Regions from separate parts of the Mus musculus genome. Here region 1 is linked to region 2. Evidence: chromatin contacts called from public promoter capture Hi-C data. All regions are on one chromosome and are shown on one strand. The core of a region is the stretch at or near the end of the contact, and the rest is flanking DNA. Distances in the headings are between cores, read along the strand shown. Region 1 overlaps Tfdp1 (transcription factor Dp 1). Region 2 overlaps Pcid2 (PCI domain containing 2).

Region 1 (4,729 bases), core at 980-3,479, 290 kb before region 2:
CCAACTGGTAGCTGATATATTTTTGTTTTTAAATAGTAAAGTTCCTTCAATAACTCAGAAAATAAAAAGATGGAATAAAACACAAAGCAGAGGGCAGGGGAGACAGCTCGGTCATTCCAGGCCCTGTGCTCATGAGGATCTGAATTTAGATCATCAGCACCCTCAAAGTCAAGCGTGGGAGCACAGAGAGACCCTGAGAGGTGAATGGATCAGAGGTTAAGAGCAGTGGCTCTTCTTGCAGAGGACCTGGGTTCAATTCCCAGCACTGATGTGACAGCTCACAAGTCTGTGACTCCAGTTCCAAGGACCTAACACCCGCTATGGCTTCCTCGGGTGCCTGATACACACATGGTATGCAAAGATTCATGTAGACGAAATACGAATACGCTGCACAAATTTAAAGAAAGTTACACTTGGCAGTATCTTCTCATAACCTAGAACCAGGAGGCCAGAGGAAGCCTGTTAGCCAGCTTAGCCAATCAGTGAGGAACACTGTTTTACACACGCATGCACTCGCGCGCGCGCACTACCACCACCACCACCACCACCACCACCACCACCACAGCAAGCAGGAAGGCAGCACATGAAGCTGAGGAGCTCCGGGTAACTGAAAGCTGCTGGGGAAGGAAGTCAGTCTTGTTCATGGATGTGGGCCCTAAGCGGCCACCAAGCGCCAATAGACACCCTGCACATACTGACAACACTACACAGACCGGGGGTGGGGGGTGGACAGCGACAGTGAGAACAAGGAGAGTTGGAGGAGGGAATAAGGGTAGATTTGGTCACAATACATTACACAAGTGTATAAAAATTGAATAAAACACTTTTTAAAAATAAACTATAAAGGAGACTGAGACAAGGGAATGGCAAGACCTGGCCTGGTTGTGGAGTGAGGCTGTCTTAACTAAAAAATAAAAAAAGGGTGAGTACCACCACCTGCTAGGCTGACCTGAGTTCCATCCCAGGATCCCACGCCCTCTGACCTCCACAGGTACACCATGTGCACGCCCACACTCACATCACACATGAAACAGGTTTTAAACCTGGGCCACACAAGCCTAGAAACCAGAGTGTGATCCTTGGAACCATGTAAAGGTGGGAGCGAACCACACGCACACAGGCCTCTTCTGACCTCCACATTTGCCCACATACATCACACACAAATAGTAACAATAAAAGATTTCTTTAGAAATGTCAAGTATATAGAAGCAGAAAATAAAACTGTACACACACTGTACGGTGAGACACATCTTAAGAAAACAAGTAAAGAGCCATTAAAAACAAAACAAAACCAGTCAGGCCGTGGTGGCACACACCTTTAATCCCGGCAGAGGCAGGTGGATCTCTGAGTGTGAGGCCAGCCTGGTCTACAGAGCAAGCTCCAGGACTGTGTGGGCCACACAGACAAACTCTATCTAAAAAAAACCAAACCAAACCAAACCAAACCAAAAGCACCCTTGTCACTTTCCCTGCCAACGACAGTGAACACAGGTAGGTTTGCGCCCCCCCCCCCTTTACTGTGTTAACACTTTTTAAAAAGTAAAAACCATGAATTACTTAATTGGGGGCGGAGGGTGCTGTGGGATCATTTTATGGGGACAAGCACTGTGTTCCCTTGCCTGAGCAGACAATTACCTGGGCCAAGCTCAGTTCAGCCTATCTGAAACACAGTAAGGCTGCCCCACCCCCAGCTGCTGTCACCTGGCAGAAAGCCTTGTGCCATTGGATGTAGAACCTGTTGTCGTGACGAATACTCCACCAATGGATCCCTGAGCCATTTCTGAAAAGAGACAGAAGCAGATAATAATAAAACTGGGCAGTCAAATGTGGTGGCACCTGCCTTGAACCTCATAACCTGTGAGACAGATCTCTGAGCCGGCCAGAGGCAGAGACCAAACAAAACTCCTGAAACCCAGAATGTGAGAGAGAAGCAAGCCTGCATGACCAGACAGAGCTTGGGGGAGCTCTGTGGATAGCCTGCCAGCTTGCTCTCCCTGCCCTGTGTGAGAACCAGGGGTGGCTGGGTCCCAGGCAGCACACATGTCTGCTCGGGAGTTTCCCCGTGCCGCTCTGTGTACAGTAGCACCAGAGAGTAGAAACAGGGACTAAGAGCATGAACGGGCAGCATAGCACCTTCCACCTCAGACTCATGCAGCTACAAGGCAGAGCCCGGGCCAAGCCCCAGGCCTGCAAGTGCTCCAGTGTGGGCAATGCCTTACACAGGACAGGATGATGCTCATGCAACCTGGGACAGCCTCAGAAAGCAAGCACACATCATGCATTTTTGACCGTTGACAGGATCTTTCATGACTCATCACAAGACTAGCGTGACCTGATGACTCAGCAAAGTCACCAAATTAGAAGCCCAGGGAACTGAGAGCCCTGCCTCATGCTGCCCTGACTGCTGGGCTCCAAGGACCAACCGATGGCCTTGGGAGGGAGGGCAGCAGGCCTGTCATCTCCCATCCTCACTCGGCAGACACCCAGGCACTCAGGATGGCCAGCCACAGGGCACAACTAACCTGTCACGTATGGTTCTAGAGCTTTTGGTACCAAACTTCTGGCCACCTTGAGGTCTTCAGCAGAGCAGTTGCCAGACTCCAGCCCACATGCCATGCCCATGCGCTTGAGCACCTCAATGTCATCGTGGATCTCAAACGTGTTGTCAAAGTTAAACAGATACTCAAATCTGTTGGGGAAAGGCACTGTGAGGATTACGAAGCTTCCAAGAGCAGGCAGTAAATCCACCCCCCACTCCCACCCTCCATCCCAGACCCCATAACTACTGAATTTCTCTAAAACAGTTCAAACTAGGGAATGAAAGACATGTCACTGCATAGTGATGGCCCTGGGCTGGGACACAGTGCTGCCTGCACGTGGCATGGGTGCCAGGACCACCAGAGACCATAGCTGCTGTTACTAAGCAGCCGTAAGACTGAACCCTGATAACCAAGTATCTGTTTCTTCCCCTGAGGAGCTGCACTTAGAGGGCCCACTGAGGACGAACTTGTCATTGGAGATGCTGCAGTCAATGACTGTCTTCCTGCTGGTGTTGACAATGATGAAGGGCAAGTGGATGACAGAGTTGGGAGGAGGCGGCCTGCGGGCCTGCTGCTCAGCTTGGCGATTTCTCTGCACCAAGTTCTTGAAGGCAATTTGCTGAAAAAGACCAACACAGCCCCCCCATAGATGTCAATACCAGTAACATGATCCCTTCCTTCCTGCAGATAGTGGGAACCTGGGTGTTGAGAGGTCGGCCTGTAGCAGCCTGTGGCATCTGCTCACAGCCTATAGGGGACAAGGAGCACAGGAAAGCAGTCACATGAATGACTTGCTAGAGGACACTCGGTCCTACGCTAACCCTTGTAGCACACGAAGGACCTCTTTGCAGCTGTGCAGGGATGAACCCAGAGCCAATGGTCCAGTCCTGAAGTCCACATGGACACAAGACTCTGATCTAACCCTGCCGACCACACTCCTCCCTCTACAGTGGAGATGCTCTCATAAAGACACATGTGTCTACACAGTATGAGGCCCTTCTCCACATGACAGGGGACAGGCAAGAGAGGGCAGGAAATGGGAGTGTGTTGGGCCACTGCCTACCCAGCTTCTTCTCCCTTCTGAAGCCAGGATCTTCCTGGAACCCTGAACCAGCCCTGCCACGCATGCAACCTCAGGCTGAGCACACAGGGAAGGAAGGAAGGAAGAGCACATCACCGTCACCGGGCCCCAACTCCATTCCTCCATCGTCACATCATTTCAGGCAGGTAACAAGGCCTGGTGAGGGGCTGGGATGATGCTGGCACCTCCCACTCTGGCTACCAGGCGCTCTGGATACTATGCTCACCTCAGGCTGGTGGCCAGTCACCCCACAGTACCATGGCTACGCTTTCTGGAAGGTTCTAGCACATCTCAATCTGCTCTGCCATGAGCCCTGCACACACTAACTTCACTGAATCCCCAGGTCTCTTACGAGAAGTCCAACTCCCAGGGCCACTTCACATGAACACGGACAACCTTAACCACCATGCTTTCCCTGGGCAGTAACCAATGAAGCCCAACATCTACAGAGTGCGTGACATGCCTGGTGCATTGGATGTCACGCCAAGGAGCTTATGCTCAGTCAAGCCTCTCTGAGAACAAGGCCCGTGTGGCCAACAGCCTGTTTCCAAGGAGGACATGGGGACGCTCAAAAAGGCCGTACCTGCAGGATGAGCTCCTGGAGCTGTGACTGCTTCTGTTTGATCCTCTCCAGCCTCCTCTGCCTCTCTACCTGCAGACACACAGTGAGGAGGGACACTCAGCACGCACACTGACAAACCCATTCTGCTAGGCCCATGGGCACTTTCACCAAGAGCACAGCTACCGTGTACAGACACAGCCGAAGCTCTAGATGAAGACCAGTGTTCCTGTAACTTCCACAGCACGCTGACCCTTTCCTTTCTTACACACACACACACACACACACACACACACACACACACACACATTAAAAACTGTCTTGTAACAGGGACTACTAAATGCATCATCGCATCCACTCAGCCACCTGGTATAGCTCTCTCAAGTGACCAAGGACAATGGACGCCTGCTTAGGCAGTGCACCTCTAAGTTCTGGCACTCCTGAGCTGAGTTGGTGGGCAGGCCGATCCATTTGATCTCCTTCTTCTCCTTGGAGATGATGTTCATGGCCATTAGCACATTTAAGGCATCGTAGACACGCCGCCGGATG
Region 2 (5,093 bases), core at 1,014-3,513:
CCTGAGTTTGCTTTCTGAGTTTGAGTTTCTGCTGTGACTCTTCAAGTAGATTGAACATCTAAATTCTTTATCACACTTGGGTGTGAGAACATTGACCTAGCGAGCAAGTGTCTTTTTGGGCTACCGGTTGGAACAATTTATGAGAGAGAGCAGGTAGAGCAGCTAGCTGGGCAGCTGGCATAGAGCAGGCCTTGTTCTGTGGACAGCGGACAGCATTTACACCAGTGTCATTGGAGACAGTTCACTTCCCTGCCATGAGTACCCTGCAGTTTCTGCTGTGTCCTGAGTTTGAGCTCTGAGTCCCATGTTCCCAGAAGCTGCCACTGGTCCAGCACCCCTGCAGTCAGGGACTACTTGGAGGGGAGTCACAGAACTAATTCAACTCTGAGTTTTGTTTTCCCAATGTTTTATCATGAACATCTACAAATATTCAGCAGAATTGAGGTAATTTTATAGGACGACCTCTAACTACCACTTCTGTGAGTTTATTACGCTTGTTCTTGTCTGTGTCTTCTCCCTGTCCATTTGTCAAATTATCTCAATATTTCTCTTCATCCTTTTTTTAGAAAAAGCACATTTTTATACACATTTTCCTCCAAGGACTCCAAGTTCCTGTTTGACTTTTGGGGTGAAGTAGACCTTCAGAACCACACAGACCCTGCTGTGCTGAGTTTGACGTTGGCGCCTTTGGTAGGGCCTGGTCAGCAGTGTCCTGGCGTTTCTTCACCAGGGCCACTCAGTTGTTATTTACCGTAAGGTCACCTGTGAGAGCTTCTGCAGAGGGTTTGTCACTCTCTGTGACTCCCTCCTTGGGCTCCTCCTTATGTGTTTACAGAGGATTTTTGTGGTGCTGTTGCTAGGAAAAAAAAATGTTCTTCCAAAAATGCCTCCTATCAATCTCCACCTATAGAGTTTTGCTAATGCTGCAGAGGGCCTGCAGTTGTTTAACGGGGTTAGAATTCTGGGGCTGCTTTTTCTTCTCTTGGCAGCTGTAGTAAACTTCACTGATGGTGTTCAAGAGAATAGACTCCCAAGGGCCCTTTGTCTCTGGATTCTGAGCTAGAAGCCGTGAGGGCAGATACTCAGGGTAGGGAGCTGACTTGGGACAAGGACGCCTCAACAGCTGAGGTCCCTCTCTTCCTCTCCGTTCTTTCTGGGGAAAGTGGTCCAGGTCTTCTTGCTCTTGGAGGACATGCAGGCCGTGAGGTCCACCACCCTGTTGCTGTAGTGTTGTTTGTTGTCATACCAAGAAATGATCTTTACAGAGTTGTCATTGAGAGAAATGCCAGCCCCAGCATCCAAGGTAAAACGGTGGGTTTCACTGTTAAAGTCACAGGAGACAGCCTGGTTCTCACTGTAGCCTGGGATGCCCTTCAGTGGGCCTTCTTCTTGATGCCATCATCCTTGTCAGCTTTCTTCAGGTGGCACAGCAGATCCACAGCAGACATACCGGGGATAAGAACACAGACGGCCATGCTTGCCCCTGAGCAACCTGTTGGTTCTGGGGTGACCTCGCGCATAGTCTTGGCAGTACCAGTGAATCCAGGGATGATACTCTGAGTATCCTCAGCCGTATACCACGGCTTTCCAGAGGGGCTGTCCACAGTCTTGTGGATGGCGGTGATAGCGTGGATGACCTCAGCCGTCCGTGACGGGGCTGAACAAGGTGGAGGTGCAGGAGACATTGCTAACAAAGCTGAGAGAGTTATCCTACTTGTCACGGTTCACACCTATCACAGTCACAGGGTCATCAGCACAAGGTAGATAGGATAACCTTTTGTCTCTATTCTCCATGATGGTGAAGACACAGTAAGCTCCACAACACAGTGGGCACCAGCACCGCCTCATCTGATGTTGGCCGGATTTCACTCCTGGAAGATGGAGCTGGCCTTCCCATTGATGACAGGTTTCCTGTTCTGTCTTGACTGTGCCATGGAACTTGCTGTGGATAGAGTTGTGCTGGGACATGGAGACCTTGAGGTCAATGAGGGGGTCACTGATGGCAGCGACATCCACAACAGTCAGCACGGAAGGCAGCTCTGGTGACCAGGTGCCTGCTGTGGCTAAACCCATTCACTCCGGCCTTTGCCACTGCATGTCAGGGAAGAGACTGGCAGGAGAAGACACAGCTGTCTCTGGGACAGGGGGAGCAGAGCTGCTCTTTCCTCTTTAACTTTACCTTTTCTTTGATGACTCTGGCTGAGGCTTTCTCTCACAGTAGTAATTAGTCCTGGCAAACGGTTTATTCTGTAATTGATCATGTTTGTTTGCTCTTCCTGTAGCCGTGCCGGCATAGAAGACTCTAAGAAGTGGGGGATGCTGTTCCTGGTGAACCAGCTATTTAAAATCTACTTTAAGGTTTGCTTTGCATGAGTTTCTGTAAAGTCTTGTTTTCTATCTGCCTAGGTAAATTACTGGTTTAGTTTGCCTTCTGACATGTGTTAGGAAGAGATCCTGACCACGCCCACATTAACAATCCTAACAGCTGTTAGTCATTCCGTGCCTTCTGAGGGCCAGGGCTCCATGGAGAAAGCACGCAGCATTCTGTGCCACAGAAGCCAGTAAGAACTGGAGGTTCATGAAGACGTGATTTAGGATCGCTAGTGGGAATGCAGCTCCTTCAGACACACGCTCTGAGCTCTTGAGTGAGCACACACTGAGTGTGGGGCGGGAGTCCTGAACATTTGGTAACTGGTCCTTGTGATGGAGCCGGCCTCTGGGTATATGTGGCCACTTGAGCCTTCGTCCTGCGTTGTAATATCAACTTTATGGAACGAGGGGGATATATAGATATATGGATGAACAAAGGAGTCAAGTTGGCTTCATAAAGACAAGTGGGCACAGGGCAGCCCGTCCCACGTCACTGAGAATCTGTCTTTCACTTCATGGGACATTTAGTGTGTCCTCACCAGTGTGTGGCTGAGTGCAGGTGTTTACCTGGACATTTGCTAGCTCCCCTTACAGAGTCCAAGCTTCTCCATTGTATGTTGTCTGTACCAGGTAGTTTTTTGTTTCTTATTGAAATTTTGATGACTTTGAAATTTATATTAAAAAAGTAAGCCAGAAGTTCATGTCTGTCCTTTTGTCTGCCTGTTCTGTTGATATTGCTTATGAATGTTTTAAATGGTTTCTTCTTTATTATAGATCAACAAACTCCATTTGTGTAAACCTCTTATCAGAGCCATCGACAGCTCGAATCTGAAAGATGACTATAGCACAGCGCAGAGGATCACGTACAAGTACTACGTGGGGCGCAAGGCCATGTTTGACAGTGACTTCAAGCAAGGTACGGTGATGACACTATTCCGTGTCTGGGTAAGATGTGTTCTGCCTTACTGACATTGATGTCGCAGAGAATATAAGACTGTATTTTATTAAGGTGAGACGTATGTATAATCCAAGTCCAAATTGTGTGTGAGAGAGAGAGAGAGAGAGCGCGCGAGCAAGTGAGCATGCACATGCACCCCCATGTGAATGTATGCCGTGTGTGTTGTGCAGGTCCCCACAGAAGTCAGAAGAAGGTGTTTGAGCCCCTGGAGCAGGACTTACAGGTGGAACTGAACTTGGGTCCTTTGGAAAAGCAGGAAGCACTTTTGACTACCTAGTCATCTGTCCAGTCTCCTCTTTGCTTTGTTTTTTGAGACAGGGTCTCACTCTGTAGTACAAGCTGTCTTGGAATTCACTATGTAACCTAGACTATCCTCAAATTCATGGTTATCCTCCGGCCTCAGGCTCCTGAGTGTCCTGGAATTACAGGGGGTACCACACCTAGATTTATTGTATTTTTGAAATTTATTATTTTGTGTATGTGTGTGTGTGTGTGTGTGTGTGCATGTGTGTGGTGTGATTTTTTTGGTGTGTGTGTGTGCGCCATGGCTGGTGCACAGAGGGCAGATGACAACCTGAGCTGGCTCTCCCCGCCCATTTTTACGTGGGTTAGCTACCACAGAGTTGGAACTAGAAAGCCATTAGCTTGCTGTCCTCTCACGACGCATGTGTCCCTCCCCCGCAGTCTGTCCTTCTGTAGTATCCAGTGCTGCTGTTCTGAGTGGCCTCCCTGTGCCTTGCAAGTGTAACTAACGAGTGAACAGTATGCTGTTTGTGTGCATTTTATTCTCTGCATCTGCTGATGGATGTCTGGATTGTTCCATATCCTTGCTATAGTATGTAGAGCAGCAGTGAACCTGGATGTGTGATATCTGTGTGATAGGCATAGAGGGCTCTGGTGTGTGCCCAGGTGTGGAATGCCTGCAGCAGGTAAAGTTCTGTCTTTTAAGACCGATTTACATATAGCAGCATTGATTTGCACTCCCACCAGCAGTGAATAAGGGTTTGTCTTTCCCCACATCATCTTTCATGTTTGTTTAAAATCTTTTTTAAAAAATACTTTTTAAGATTTATTTTATTTTTGAGTTAATTATATGTATGTGTATTGGGAGAGGGGTTATTTGCATGCCTTGTTCATAGAGGCCAGACGATTCAGATCTCCTGGAGCTATAGTGAGAGGCATTTGTGAGCTACCAGATATAGGTGCTAGAACCTGGAACTGAACTCAGGTCCTCTGGAAGAATAGTATGGGCTTTTAACCCCTTAGCTATCTCTCCAAGTCAGTTGATGACAGATTTCATGATGGCAGCCATTCTGACTGTGGTGAGGTGTAATAGCAAAAGTAGTGCAGCGTGCATTATCAAGATGCCCATGCGCTCCCTTCCCCAGGAAATAGCAGGAGGGTAGCTTCGGAGGGGTGGCTGCTTAGGCTCCTTTGCAGTCAAGCCTCGTTTCCTTTTCTTCTTTGTTTTTAGTAGGTGATCAAGTTTCTACAGAAGGGGTTTCCTTGATCATTGCCCATTTCTCTTTTCATCTTAAACAGAAAGCCTAAGTTAGGAGCATTGAAGATGGCATCTCATTGATGTGGTGTTCCTAAGAGAGCTCAGTGATACTTGGGGATCCATAAGATAGCCGGGGTTGGTTTATTCACACTGCCACCCTGATGTAGCCAGGGTTGGTGTATTCACACTGCCACCCTGATGTAGCCGGGGTTGGTGTGTTCACACTGCCACCCTGATGTAGCTGGGGTTGGTGTATTTACACTG

Evidence for each region. Capture Hi-C pulls out chosen DNA fragments and counts their contacts.
Region 1: a promoter capture Hi-C map of pancreatic islet shows a contact between it and region 2. The contact joins two enhancer-like sites. A contact is called at or near these places in 1 of 484 Hi-C or Micro-C datasets (the G1E-ER4 cell line) and 2 of 9 other capture datasets (adipose tissue and pancreatic islet).

What each region holds. Positions count from the first base shown.
Region 1 is chr8:13,370,896-13,375,624 of GRCm38.p6, reverse strand. It overlaps Tfdp1 (transcription factor Dp 1), which reads right to left. Exons shown (of 12, transcript NM_001291765.1): 7 at 4,603-4,729; 8 at 4,205-4,273; 9 at 3,008-3,159; 10 at 2,523-2,689; 11 at 1,702-1,780. Among named protein-coding and RNA genes, the nearest start is that of Atp4b, 24 kb to the left of the region's middle. Within about 2 kb of position 2,229, at least 76 of the 459 cell types and tissues checked have an H3K27ac peak or open chromatin away from gene starts, as enhancers often do. A contact at or near this core is called in pancreatic islet, where this site is marked.
Region 2 is chr8:13,083,516-13,088,608 of GRCm38.p6, reverse strand. Pcid2 (PCI domain containing 2) reads left to right here. Exons shown (of 14, transcript NM_178708.3): 8 at 2,283-2,358; 9 at 3,145-3,286. Among named protein-coding and RNA genes, the nearest start is that of Pcid2, 19 kb to the left of the region's middle. Within about 2 kb of position 2,263, at least 2 of the 459 cell types and tissues checked have an H3K27ac peak or open chromatin away from gene starts, as enhancers often do. A contact at or near this core is called in pancreatic islet, where this site is marked.